3 separate regions of the Mus musculus genome follow, and all the other regions are linked to region 3. Evidence: chromatin contacts called from public HiChIP or PLAC-seq data. All regions are on one chromosome and are shown on one strand. The core of a region is the stretch at or near the end of the contact, and the rest is flanking DNA. Distances in the headings are between cores, read along the strand shown.

The links. HiChIP or PLAC-seq counts read pairs in DNA pulled down with a chosen protein or histone mark.
Region 1: an H3K4me3 HiChIP or PLAC-seq map of embryonic stem cells shows a contact between it and region 3, with 25 read pairs. The contact joins the enhancer-like site here to the promoter of Swt1 in region 3. A contact is called at or near these places in 1 of 39 promoter capture datasets (liver), 1 of 484 Hi-C or Micro-C datasets (nephron progenitors), 9 of 115 datasets of contacts at active chromatin or transcription factors (bone marrow-derived macrophages, craniofacial prominence, double positive thymocytes and 5 more) and 2 of 9 other capture datasets (adipose tissue and liver).
Region 2: a contact with region 3 is called in an H3K4me3 HiChIP or PLAC-seq map of bone marrow-derived macrophages, with 4 times the contacts expected there. The contact joins the enhancer-like site here to the promoter of Swt1 in region 3. A contact is called at or near these places in 5 of 39 promoter capture datasets (the C10 cell line, hippocampal neurons, liver and 1 more), 1 of 484 Hi-C or Micro-C datasets (nephron progenitors), 21 of 115 datasets of contacts at active chromatin or transcription factors (the 230-238 cell line, the SCID.adh cell line, acute myeloid leukemia and 14 more) and 3 of 9 other capture datasets (adipose tissue, liver and pancreatic islet).

Annotation. Positions count from the first base shown.
Region 1 is chr1:151,110,608-151,115,328 of GRCm38.p6, forward strand. The region is part of intron 1 of Gm36139 (a long non-coding RNA gene); the gene reads right to left. Among named protein-coding and RNA genes, the nearest start is that of C730036E19Rik, 25 kb to the right of the region's middle. Within about 2 kb of position 2,769, at least 4 of the 459 cell types and tissues checked have an H3K27ac peak or open chromatin away from gene starts, as enhancers often do. A contact at or near this core is called in embryonic stem cells, where this site is marked.
Region 2 is chr1:151,094,334-151,098,834 of GRCm38.p6, forward strand. All of the region lies in intron 1 of Gm36139 (a long non-coding RNA gene), which reads right to left. Among named protein-coding and RNA genes, the nearest start is that of Gm36077, 13 kb to the left of the region's middle. Within about 2 kb of position 1,513, at least 108 of the 459 cell types and tissues checked have an H3K27ac peak or open chromatin away from gene starts, as enhancers often do. A contact at or near this core is called in bone marrow-derived macrophages, craniofacial prominence, embryonic limb bud and 1 more, where this site is marked.
Region 3 is chr1:151,426,974-151,431,904 of GRCm38.p6, forward strand. Swt1 (SWT1 RNA endoribonuclease homolog (S. cerevisiae)) reads right to left here and starts at 1,462. Exons shown (of 20, transcript NM_025819.4): 1 at 1,324-1,462. It overlaps Trmt1l (tRNA methyltransferase 1 like), which reads left to right and starts at 1,569. Exons shown (of 15, transcript NM_026876.4): 1 at 1,569-2,129. The coding sequence starts at 1,904.

The sequences.
Region 1 (4,721 bases), core at 1,519-4,018, 320 kb before region 3:
AACACCCCCCCCCCCCTGTCTTGCTGCTTTGCTGTCTTAAGCTAGAGTTCAGCTTGCTTTCTTATGCAAGCCAGGGCCACCTTGTCTGAGGTTGCACTGCCCACAGTGGGCTGAGCTCTCCCCCATCAATCAAGAATCAAGACAATTCCCTATAGACGTGGCCACAGGCCAATTTGATCTAGGGAATCATACAATTGAGACTCCCCAGGCGTCTCTGGGTTGTGTTAAGTTGATGATAAAATCTGAGGATAGAAAGGGTACCCTAGAATGCTCTTGATAATGGTCTTTCTGCAAGATAGACATCTGGCATGCGTTGTTATTGTCTTATTTCTGTTTTGTTTTGTATATGCTCCTATAGTTTTAAGATTTGATGGTAAATAGTTCTCCCCTTCAAAAGCAGGTCAGCTTAAGGACCTTTGATTCCTTAAGGCTGTCAGGTTCTATCAATGTAAGCCTAGCCCTTTATTTGGGTTCCCTTACCACTGAGCTGATAGATTTCAACTAAGAAGCATTTATTCGGTTCTTACTAAGATTGCCTCAGATCAATCAATGAAACCTGGAGGCTCCCGCATCTCTTGCTGAGAGCCCTTGTTTCTGACCCAAGTTCTGGTCTTGGAGCAATAGTGATGAGGCAGATGGGGCAGGAGATTCTGAGGAGGCCATTCAGATAGAGGAGGCAGTGGATAGGTCTATACCTCCAGGGACTCATCATCCCTGGCTCCTCAGACAGGACACCCCAAATCCTTCACTTCTCCAGCATCGGTGACAGGGAAACGGGAGGTGAGATGTTTAATTTTGGCTGGTTCTATTTTCTCTTCTATCGAGTTGGAAAGTTCTTTCACCAGAATAACTGTAGACATTAAACATGCACAGTTTTTTTTTTAAATATATACAATTATGCCTAGTAAAACTGGCAAGGGAAAGAGTGACACAGATACACTAGTAGCCACCTCAGTGAGAGAATCTTCCTCCAGCCTCCCCAGACCATTTCTTAGACTCTTTTCACACCACTAATTCTGACTTGGAAACAAACCTCTTTTCTGATTAGAACCAAGATGACAGTCTGACAACACCCCCTTTCTCCAGATCCTATATTTAAGATTTATTTCCAAAAGGCTTTTCAGAGAAAAACAAAAGAGGGGCAGAACAACCTCACCACACACAAGCACCTACACGAACCTCCTTGGTCATCCCAGTGCAGACCCAAAGCGCAGCTGAGGAGGTCGTTGAATGGGTTTCCAAATATTTACTGAAAGGAAATGACTCTGCTCATGACGAGGCAGAGAAGATACCCAGGACAGATTCCAATGAGATTCACTGCTGTGCACACGGGCGAAGTCAACTAAACAGACAAATGCTAGCCTGTGGATAAGTGATAGCAGAGGTGTTTCTGTGAGACACAGGCTTTCTTTATTTGGCCCCCATGAGTTCTGAAGGGTCTCAATAGAACATTTTAAAGGGAAGTGGGAAATTAGACTTTGTTGTGGAGATATGTAATCCTGACCCAGGGTTTCTACCTCGCCTTTGCCCATTTAGTTCCCGGATAAAAGACACACCCAACCTTTATATTTACAATAAGCCGTAAACAGCACAAGACATGGGCAGCTATCTGTTCTCTGTGCTATTAGATTCCACTTTCCTATCAATAACCCCGAATTTTTACTTACTATGCTCTTAACTCCAGTTAGCCAGCCCTTAGGGACACATTTTATGGCTCACCTAACCCATGGCTGCTTCTCCTTCCTCCTCCTGCACCTTCTTTTTCTCCTCGTGGTCCTACTCCAACCCCAAGCAATGGGAAACATAAACCCCACTTATGTCTCTTATGCCCAACTATTAGCTGTTGGCATCTTTATTTACCAATCAGAAATAACTTGGGGGCAGGGTCACTTAGAGTCGTTTTACAGACTCCAGATTTTTGGGGGTCAGCACTTAGCATTACAATAGACAGAGAAACCAAACCTCAACAGACTGATGGGGTCATTACAGAAACAGCTGCTCTGACTCCAGCCTCAAAGATGGATCGGTGGAATCCATCAGCCCCTGCCATTAAAACACAGCTTCTAGTACATAAAAGACAGGGAGGGGGAGGGGGAAGGGAGGGGAGGGGAGGGGAGAGGGAGGGGAAGGGAAGGGGGAGGGGAAGGGGAAGGAGAGGAGGAGGAAGAGGGGAAGGGGAGGAGGAGGAGGAGAAGGAGGAGGAGTGGGAATTTTGGTTTCTTTAAAAACTGTTATGTGAATGTGGTTTTATTTTTATCCCAGGTGTGGGATATAGGGCTTCAGATTGTTCACAGCTGCTAATGAAAATTGCCTTGTGCTCTACGAGGGGTATGATTTTTGCCAGCTACAGATAGTTTATGTTTGGAATTCTGGGAACTCGTGAGAGGGTATAAATGCAAGACCCCCAAGAGGGGATGTGGTGGCTGCTGCTCTCCTGCTGCTGGTTCCTGCTGCTGCATTTGCTATTGCTGTATTGCTGTATTGCTGGTCTGCTGGTTGTTCCTGGCTTGCTGGTAGATTTATTGGTTATTGATTGCTGGTTGATTGCTGAATTTCTGGTTGATTGCTAGTTTGCAGATTTGCTGATGCTAGACGGCTGGATTGCTGGATTGCTGGTTGGAGATGTCCTGAGAACAAAGATTGGATTTGCCCCAAGGAACTCAAAGCCCCAATGAGCAGGAAGTAGTCTAAAGTGGTCTGTTCTCCTTTGCCCTTCTGTGATGGTTTGTATATGCTTGGGGTAGTGGCACTATTAGGAGGTGTGACCTTGTTGGAGTGGGTGTGTCCTTTTTGGAGGAAGTATGTCACAGTGGGTGTGGACTTTAAGATTCTCCTCCTAACTACTTGTGAGCCAGACTTTTCCTAGTAACCTTCAGATAAAGAGGTAAAACTCTCAGCTCCTCCTGCACCATGCCTTTCTGGATGCTGCCATCCTCCTGCCTTGATGATAATGGACGGAACCTCTGAACCTATAAGCCAGCCTTAATTAAATGCTGTTTTGATCATGGTGTATGTTCATAGCAGTAAAACCCTAAGACAACCTCTAACCTCCTTTGTCTCCTACCTAGTCCTGAGGGGTTGGAAGGGTAGTAGATATAAGATCCCAATAAAATAGCCCCCAAAATTTGCACCAACAAAGAGGAGTATAAATTTGTACCACACACAAAAGAATGCTGTTGTGAAAATACAAATCAAAATTTTTGTAAGAAAAAGTTCTATTGTGGATTCACTGAGGAATTTTAAATACTCAATATGTGAATATGCTATCAGTACAGATGAAGAGAAGAAGAAATGAACCACAATTTGTGTTGCGATACAGGAGAGGGGTTAAGGGGAAAACACTAAGAATGTTTGAAAAAGCCATAAAAAAATAACAAAACATATAACACATGTAAATATATAATTATTTACATGTGATATTTGTGTGTGTGTGTGTGTGTGTGTGTGTGTGTGTGTGTGTGTGTATGTGTGTGTGTAGTTTAAATGAAGCTATAACACTTGGGCTGACAATACTCCCACCAAGAGTCATAGACTAGCCAATGAAAAATCCCAGAAACGGGCATGAGAAACTCCCTTTCCAGTTGTTGGTCACTGGAGTCCAGGAGACTCTCAAAACAATACAGGTGATTGTCATTTTCCTAGGATGGTTAAAGGTAAGTGAAGACACCATTCAGTTTGGACATAAGAACTTGAAGGATTCACATTGCATCTGATGTAAAAGCTACTTTAAGGCTAGCTTTCAAAGTACTGAAGGGTGCTCTGTAAGCCCCCATGAGAGGAAAGCAGCAATAAATAGTCCTACCCACCTGTGACATCTGTGATCCACAGTAATGATCAGCATGGCAAGATAGCCCTAAGGGTTCAACAGTGGCGCTCCTGTCTTGCTGGTAACCAACAGCTGACTAATTGCTCTGCTCAGTAAGAGGGAGGTCACACCTGGTACTAGAAATCCAACTTGTAGGTCATGGATCTCTTACAGTCAGGGGTCTTAGAAGGAACCTTTTACTATCACTCTATTATATCAATGGACTTCCTAACTACTTTCTTTTTTTTTTTTAAAGATTTATTTATTATATATAAGTACACTGTAGCTGTCTTCAGAAGAGGGCTTCAGATCTCATTACAGGTGGTTGTGAGGCACCATGTGGTTGCTGGGATTTGAACTCAGGACCTTCGGAGGAGCAGTCAGTTCTCTTAGCCGCTGAGTCATCTCACCAGCCCTCCTAACTACTTTCTAAATCCTTACCCTTATACCTACAAATAAGTGTAGCTTTCGTTTCTCATCAGAGAGCCTTTTTGCAATAGACAGAACCATTACAGAAAACCACTTCTGGTGAAAATTTAGAGATCATGGAGAGCCCAGCCCAAATGGGTAAATCTACAACACAATTTCTGCACCTCTAAGCCTCAGGGAATGTATGCAGAAAGGACAATGGAAAGAATGTAAGAGTCATAAGACTAAGAAATCTGGCATGAAATTTTGTTTCCTAGAAATGACAAAGAAGCCTCATTGATGATACCTTAGCAGATGGCCACCTAAAGAAGACCCAAAGAAGTGCAACACCAATAAAAGTGCTTACATGGAAGGAAGAAAGACTACAGGTGTCTAAGAAATGCTGACAGTGGAAGAAATAGCCTCTGGGATGAGCCCCCCTACACCCACCCCCACCAGCAGTTGATCATGCAATGGTAACTGGTCAACCCTGTTCAGCCTGAGCAAG
Region 2 (4,501 bases), core at 263-2,762, 330 kb before region 3:
GGGACCTGGGTGGGAGAGGGGAGGGAGAAGGGAAAAGGGGGCAGGACAGGGATAATGGGAGGCAGGAGAGAAGCCTAGAGGGCCAGGAGAATGGATGGAAATATGCAGCTGCCAGAGGTGGAGGGTGGTGGTGGGGAACCTCTGGAAAGTCCCAGAGACCTGGGATGTGAGAGCCTCCCAGGACTCAATGGGGTTAACTTAGCAGAAATGCCCAACAGTGTGGAGATGGAACCTGAAGAGACCGCCTCCAGTACATAGACAGAGGCCACAGTGGAGGGATTGGATCACCAACTCACCTTTGAAATGTCTGACCCAGAATTGTTCCTATCTAAAAGAAATACAGAGACAAAAATGGAGCAGAGAATGAAGGGAAGGTTGTCTAGTGACTGGCCCAACCTCGGGTCCATCCCATGAGCGGGCACCAAACTCTGACACTATTACTGATGCTATGTTGTGCTTGCAGACAGGAGCCTAGCGTGGTTGTCCTCTGAGAGGCTCTACCAGCAGCTGACTGAGACAGATGCAGACACAGCCAACCATTGGACAGAGATCAGTGACCACTATGGGAGAGTTAGGATTGAAGGAGCTGAAGGGGATGGCAACCCCATAGGAAGAACAACAGTGTTAACTAACCTGGACCCTTGGGAGCTCCCAGAGACTAAGTCACCGACCAAAGAGGATACATAGACTGGTCTGAAGCCCTAGACACATACGTAGCGGAGGACTGTCTTGTCTGGCCTCAGTGGGAGATGATGCACCTAATCCTTAAGAGTCTTCATGGCCCAGAGAAGGGGGATCCTGGAGGTGGGGGTACCTTCTCAGAGGGGAAGGAAAGGAGGAGGGGTGAAGAACTCTGGGGGGTGGGGACCAGGAGAGGGACAACATTTGGGATGTAAATAAATAAAATAATTAACTAAAAAATTAATTAAAAAATATCTTAAGAAGGGCTGGAGAGATGACTCAGCAGTTGAGAGCACTGGCTGCTCTTCCACAGGACCTGGGTTCAATTCCCAGAGACCACATGGCAGCTCACAATTGTGTGTAACTGCAGTTCCCGAGGATCGGACACCCTCACACAGGCATTCAAGCAGGCAGACACCAACGCACATAAAAATAAATAAATTAGTTTAAAAAAAAAAAAACCTTACGAGTCCCTGCACATATACACAAAACACAAACAGTCACACATGGAGAAATAATGATTTTTTAAAAGCTACGGGATCAAACCAGTCTCAACTCTCCCTGGTATGTATCTTGTTCTAAATTCATAAGCCTTGAGAAAAATGTGTCTTGAAATTAGACTTCCTCTATTTCAATATCTCAAGTCCTTTCTCTCTCAGTAAGGAGTTTTAGCAGCAGCATGCACCACAATTGTTTCTTTCCTTTAAAATAAAACTGTACAACCCCAGAAAGTCTGTCTTCATTTCGGCGGCCCATGCAACGTCTCACAGTCTAGTCTATCACCATGCAATAGAGCCAAACCTCTTTCCAACGGTTACCAAATCTAATTAAAATTCCCTTATCACTGTGCGCACCCAGTGGTGAGGTTCTTTGTTTAACTGAGCATGGTGTAGTCACAGAACAGTTGGACCTTGAGCTTCCTTCTTCCACCTTTATTCTGCTGGCTTTCAGTTTGATTTCCAGAATACCAGATATATCATCAGTTGATATCCAGAACTTTTCCTCTTCTGCATTTTCATTTGTGGTTCATTTTATTATATTCTGCTCCTCTGGGCTTCTGAACAAACTTTGCTTCTGTAGCACTGGGGGCTGGGGGAGGGGGGGGCAGGGGCGGTGGGGGGGGGGGTGCGGTGCGGAACAAAACCAAACCATGGCTGCTGTTAAACACTCTATAAGGAAGTGGTTGCCCTAGCAACCGTAACCACAAGCAAGCCATTGGAAGCTCTTTCTCCTTGTGTGATTTGTTTGGTTGCTAAAATACTGCAAGCATTTTTGTACATAGTCAGGGAGTAAATATCTCAGTTTCCAGAGCGAGCTGGGAGCAGAGCAGGTGATAAGGCTTTGGAACAGCTGTCGGGTGATAAACAGTAAACGTTTCACGTGACGACTTCAGCCTGGTGATTGATCTCTAAAGGGCAAATGCTAAACTTGTTATAGTTAAGAATCCAAACTGGTGACTGCCTCAAGGACACAACTCTTAAATGGGAGTAGTTAGAAATTCCACAGAAGTCAAAAGTTTCACTTAAAAGACAGGTGACATTTCAGTTTTATTAATTCATAAATAGGTGCCAAATGCTGGTTCTCCAATTATAAATAAAACACCAGAAACTTGGCTAAAAGTCATTATAAGGGCATGTCCTCGCTCTCCCCATATATATATATATATAATAAACAAATATTTGTGTATATACATATATGTGTGCATACATACATGCATGTATATACATATATCCATGTATATACATAAATATGAGTATGCAAAGCATCAGTTTAAATTGTTACTGAAGAATTTCTCTAGTTTCTTACGACTCACAAAATCTAAAGGATATCTATTTCTGGAAAACATTGGAAATAAAGATGTCTTCCAAGAATCAAGACTTTTTACAAGTAAAGGGAAGTTTTACAGCTTGCCAACAACTACTAGAAGAGTGTGTAAGAGTGCCATAGGCATCTCAAGACATGAGTGCAAGTAAGACCATAGCATCCCATGCTGCCCAGGGCTTCTGGAATCTGTCAAGGATGGGATATAATAGGATGCACATGTGTGCGTGTGCACGCGCGCGCGCACACACACACACACACACACACACACACACACACACAGAGGCAGGGTTGGTGGCAACTGCAGTCCCAGCCTTGGGAAAGTAGAAGCAAGACAGTCAGTGGCTCAATGTCTACATGAGATTCTGTATCAAAACAGCAACAGTAACAGTAACAGGACAACTTTCCTACCCAGTCCCAAACTGTCCTTGATTTGGGGATTTCTTCGGATGGGTTGATGTCAGAGCAATTTGAATAAAACATATACTCACGTCTGTGCCCATGTAATTTGTTAGGAAGAAAGCCATGTAAAAAGAGTGCCCTCCAAGTTTCATCAAGGGAGACAATGGTGATGGGAAAATTTGGAGCTCTGGACACCAGGACAATTGAGCAATGGGTGGGAAAATTATAGAGCTCTAGTCAGAGTTTTATCCCAAAATGCTGAAGAGGCCTGTGGGCTTGGGTAGGAATTAAAATGGGGGGGGGGGAAGCAAGCAAGCAGGAAGGAAGGGAGAGAAGAAAGGAGAGATGACAGAGAGAGCAAGAGGAAACACGGGGTAGGCTGCTCAAGGTTGGTGACACTCAAGGAACCAAAGCAAAAGTCAGTGTGTGTGTGTGTGTGTGTGTGTGTGTGTGTATGCACTAAGTGGAAGCTTGATCATCATCTGAGTGATTCTGAGAACACTGTCAAAATGAAGCCAAAGGGATGTGTGTGGGGCCTGGTCATGAATGGACTCATTTCCTCAAGGACCCAGAGAACTGACTGTCTCAGTGCTGCTCTGCATTCTACAGAGACAGTGTTTGTGCCTTCTCTTCATTCATGTCTTAGGACAGAAGACAGCTAGCTGCAAGAACAGCAAGTACAAGCAGGATGTTTCTATTTAGGTAGCTTTCTTGTCTGGATTCCCAACTCTAACATGGCGAACTCTGTCCCACTGCTTCTGGGCCCGATGGGCCACGTGCAGGTCAAATGTCAGGTGGGATCCCTCAAAATCATGGCTTCTGAGACTTCAAAAGCTTGCTTGAAACACCATCATAAAACATTGCCTCAACAGGAGGGAGTTCAGGCCACCTTGCAATGACTCTAACATCTACCTCCGGTTGTACCAGCTGCTAAGTATCCTTAAACCTAGATCTTTTGTATAGTTCTTCCCACTTAATTTTCTTACAGATGACACATTTGTATCTGAACCTATTCTATGGGGAATTCGAGATAGAATTCTTGACTGAATTGAGCTGGAAATTAAACCTTCAGTCTGTATTTAAGCAACACCCAAAGCTCATCTGTGATCTCGGGGGTTGTTTGTTTGTCTATTTGTTTGTTTGTTTTTTGTGGTACTGTACTGCTTATTGCAACCCAAAGTGCTGTCCTTACATAAAGACCCTAGAAAGCATGTTGCCTTTCCATAGAGACGCACTGGGCTTTTCTGGCACTGGTGGTTCTGACAGACACTGACTCAGTAATGGACTGTGACCATTTGTGTCCTCTCTGGGCATAAAGCTGGCCTGGGGCTCTTCTTTATCCATTCTACAGAACGCCTCACTCTGTGTCATGTGGAGTTCCTTCTGAATGTATCATTCTTCCTTCAGTCCTGCCTGCTCTGTACCCAAATATCCCGACTGCAAGTGTTGAATTGTCAATGTAGGTAGTACACTAAATAAAAAAGTGGCATGAGTTTGGGGTAGCAGCTCTCTTGCCTACTGTAAGAGAGAGGTAAGGGGTCTCCATTTGGGATTGGACAAGAATCCAGAAAGGATATTGGACCTGTTTTCTTACAGA
Region 3 (4,931 bases), core at 212-2,711:
GTGGGGTGAGGTGTTCTGTCAATTAAAAATAATACCATTTCTTTTTTTTTAATATATTATGTATTTATGTGCTTTATGTGTTTTGTCTGCATTCAAGTCTCTGTGAGGGCATCAAATCCCTGGGACCTGGAGTTACAGATGGTTTCCATCTGTCAAGTGGATGGCTGGGAACTGATAAGAGTCTTCCGCAAGAAAAGCAGGTGACCTAAACCACTGAACAATCTCTCTGGTCCTAGTTACCATTTCTACAGGTTGTAATAGGTGCTATTGTCTCACTTTTAATCGTTAAATAGTTAACTCCCCACATAGGAATCCTAGTCCAAAAGCGGTTAAAAGGCCTTCAGTCGTCTTGTGGGGCCAGGCTTCTGACCTTTAAGCTAAGGAGCTAAGCAAATACTTTACCACTGAGATAAGTACATTCGTAGCCCTTAAGGGCTTTAGAACTTGCAAAAGACTGGTGGGGACAAAGTTTACGTTAAACTGGGGAAGGAAAAACACCTTCAAACACTCCAACTAGGAAGGACAATGAGAGAGCAAAACTTCCAGACAGCATTTCAAAGTAACAAACAATCACACACCGTCTCCTATGGTTTCCCAACAGAGGAAAAAAACCTGAGAACCTCCCCTCTTGCCTTAAACGCTCAAGACAGTCCGAAGCAGGCAACCTGAAAGAAAGATCAATTTGGGTTGTTTTTGTTTTGTTTTTCCAGTCTGCTCCAGTGTGCTTATTAGAAATAAAGTGAAGAGAACAAATAAGACTTCGGTGATAAACAAGTCCAGGATATATATATTTATAAAACTTGAGGCGCAGAGGATTCCCTGGCCATATTCCTTAGAGAATCTGAAATGCATCAAAGTGATACATTTGTTAGTAAAAGCCTAAAAAAAAACAAAACAAAACAGGTCAAAACTGCAAAACAATCTCCTACAACCACACCGCGCCTATTCTGCTATCCTTAACCTAGAGGCAAAATTGAAAAAGTGAAGAGCGTCCGGGTCGCAAGTTGTGGGGGGGAAAGTTGTGGAGAGCGGAGTCAGGACTCTACCTCAGGGGGCTGACAGAAAAGTGCTTCTGGGATTCATAAACTGCCTCGGCCCACCCCCACACAAGCCGCCATCGGTCCCCCCACCGCCTCAGGTCCAGCTGGAGCAACCCGGCCACACACTCCACGAGCCGGCCGACCTCCGACCAGCCCCCGCAGTCGCCCGGCCCAGACCTCAGCTCGCGGGTCCCGAGCCCGACCGACGTCCGGGTACAGGAGGCCAGCAGTGAAAAGCTGTCGCCCAGAGAGATGTCCACGCGCCCGGAATACCCTAACTTACCTGAGTCCGCGGCAGCAGCAGCCACAGCGACAGTGGCGATTCCCCGGACCAGTCGGACACCCAAAGCGCCTTCCCAGAGCCCGCTGCACACTGGGAAATGTAGTTCTGTACTCGGACCCCCGCCAGGAGCCGAACGCTCCAGGCAATTCTAGAGTTCTCGGCGCTCTGTGTGTGTTTCCTCCAAGGACCGGAACTGAGCACCGCCCATGAGGCGCGATGCCTCCTGGGTGTTGTAGTCTTATTTCGGTTCGGTGGCGGCCAGTGATGCAGAGGACGTACCGAGGAAACGGAACTCTTTTTCCTCATTGGACACTGTCCGCCACACGCTTCTGCGCAGTCTGTGGTGGCGTCGTAACGCCTCGGGGAAGGGGAAGCCGGCGAAGGGTCGAACCGCTGCCTCTGGCTTTCAGTTTTTCTGCTGACAGGGTTGGGTCACTGGAGCTCCGCCGTTTGTCTGTGGCACGCGTACAGCCTTCCCAATTGCTTCCCCGCCCTTGGATCCAGCCCTGTGTGCATTAACGTCTATTAACCCACTCCGCCGCGAGTCCCCTCCGCGTCCCCTGGCTCGGAGGCCGTAACTATGGAGAATATGGCGGAGGAGGAGCTGCTACCCCAGGAGAAGGAGGAGGCCCAGGTCAGGGTCCCGACCCGGGCCCCGGATTCGGCTCCGGTCCCAGCTCCGGCCGCAGATACGGCTCTGGACTCGGCTCCGACGCCGGACTCGGATCCAGCCCCAGCCCTTGCCCCGGCCCCGGCTCCGGCCCTGTCCCCGTCCCTAGCCTCTGTCCCCGAGGAGGCTGAAAGCAGTAAGTGCAGACGGCCTGATCTCTCTGCCGCAGAGAAGCGAGAAACCATGCCTCGCTGGGGAATAGGGGAGGCCCTTCTCCAGGGTGTTTTTTTTAATGTGGAAAGGCAAATTTAGAAAAATGGGAGGAGGAGGAGGAACCAGAGCGGCAGGTAAGAGTAAAAGGAATACAGCATGGAAAGGGATACTTCTTCCATAAACCTCGAGGATATCATCCTGAAGGATATATGAAGGCCAGGCGTGAGGCAGAGAAAAATAAACAATGAAATTAGTGGCTGTGTCCGTTAGTGTCTTTAGTAGTTTCCATCTCAACCCAGTCTACAATAGTTTTAAAACTTTCCACTGTGTTACAGTAATGGAGGTACTAAGGTAGTAGTAGATCAAGATTGAGAAACTGAAAGCATTTTTCAGTCAGGACTTATACACACTGATGGATTTGTCTCATTGCTGGAGTATACTTTGCTCCCGAGAATAGAAACTCCGTCTCTTGTATCTGCCAAATACTAATTGAGCTTTGTACTTCATTCCAAAGGACAACGATCGTGAAAACGTATAGCCCATATTTTTATTTTCTGAATGTGTTTATACATGTTCCGAGTGGTGGTTTTTCGGTTCATATAAGAAACATAAGACTGATAATTATTAGCATTTTAAGGATCTTCTTAACATTTTGCACAGCGGGCCTAAAAAAAAAAAATTCAACGAGTTTTGTTTTTTTTTTCAACAAATCTGTGGTCCATAAATGGATCTTTATACTCCTTCTGAATTATCGCGTGAGGAATTAATTCATATTTCTAGGCCAGTTGGGGGTTAAATGTACATAAAACAGTCATAATCTAAGAGAATTATTTTGCAGTTCTACAACCACATTCAAGAGCAGCAGAATTGATCCCAGGAAAGACAAAAATCATCCAGTAGACTCATCATTTGGGATCACAGCTTTTAGTGCAAAACAAGGCCTTTTCTCCCTCTACATACAACCTGATGGATAGGGACTTTTACACTGTTAAGGGAATAGCTACCACCCACCTGATCATGTTTAAATCGGACATAGTTCAGCTGTTTGGGGAATGCTTCTTTACTTCTTCACCATTTTAATGCCTTAAAATGCCTCATGGGGCATAGTGACTCCTCATGGTATGTATGCCTGTAATCCTAACACTCCAGAGATTCAGGCAGGCCTGGTAGCTTGGAGATCAACCTGAGCTGCCTAGGGAGACATTGTCCCAAAAGTCTGTCTTAGGGGAAGAGGGTTGCAAACATTTGATTATATGTGCTACAACAATTACAAATTTCTACTGTGAAGAATTTGTGCTGTTGAAACCTTTAAACACGCACTAATCCTTTGAAAATGTATTTTCAGATCTAGTTAGTCCTTTGAAGGCAGTAGCAGCTAGGCAAGATGAAAATGGTGATTCTGAAATAGAATTGAAATTTGAGGAAAAAGTAACAGAAGAAATTGTGAAAGAACCTTCTAGTATATTGGGTTTGTCTGATTTAACAGGTTTACTTTATTGATTATGAGTATGCTATTTAAAAAAAAAAAAAAAGGAGTGTGCCGGGCGTGGTGGCGCACGCCTTTAATCCCAGCACTCGGGAGGCAGAGGCAGGTGGATTTCTGAGTTCAAGGCCAGTCTGGTCTACAAAGTGAGCTCCAGGACAGCCAGGGCTACACAGAGAAACCCTGTCTTGAAAAACCAAAAAAAAAAAAAAAAAAAAAAGAGTGTTTAAATACAGAATGATATTACCATGTTGAACCAGAAAAGATTAGAAAGATATAAAAAGAATTTTCAGACAGGTTTTGAAATTTTCCTTCAATAGTGGACTAGATAATTTTCAGTTTTCTTTTTCTAACTTATTAATTTTATTAGGATCCTCTTATATTGTACTGCCTAACAGAATAATCCAGGAGGCATATCTTTTATGCAGCATTATATATCCTATTGCACATACATGCCTGAACTATGAAACAGAACCTTTCTCGATTTCAAATGTGGTAGTTTAGTTTGTATAAATGAATTCTTTTTGGACCATCACTATCCGAACTAAAAACTAAGTTACTTTTTTGGGCCTGTATTTTATTCTAAGTTTTTGAACAAAGCCTAGTATATGAAGTTTATCAAGCTCATATCTGTAATTCCCGAATTTGAGAAGCTGAAGTAGGAGGATAATGAGTTTGAAGCCAGCATAGGCTACATAGTTCCAGAAGAGTCGTAGCTATATAGTGAGCTCCTATCTCAAGAAAGAAAAGTATAAAGACAGTAATACAATGATGTTTGTCACTCCTTGCTTTTGCTTAGAAAACTGTCATTTGAGCAGAATCGTCCGATGGTGTTAGATCCCAGAATCAGTGATAAAAATGTGCTACTACATTCAAAACAGCTAATGGTTTTTAAAAACTTTAACTATCCTCAGTGTCTGCTGAGTAGCAGTTCCTGAACTTGACCGTTAGTCATCAGAAAGATGAATCAAGTACAACTGCTGCCCTTTTATTGTTTACTGTAAGAAAGGCAAAAAAGAGCCGGGCATGGTGGCGCATGCCTTTGACCCCAGCACTCGGGAGGCAGAAGCAGGCGGATTTCTGAGTTTGAGGCCAGCCTGGTCTACAGAGTGAGTTCCAGGACAGCCAGAACTACACAGAGAAACCCTGCCTCGAAAAAAGAATGAAAAGAAAAGAAAAAAAGGCAAAAAAGGAAAGATTTTACGCACGAGTGAATGAGGGACTGAGAATGTGAGGGAGCAGAGATGGGACGAATGATGGCAGCATCAAAAATTGAATTTGAATTCTTAAGGTTTTAAATTA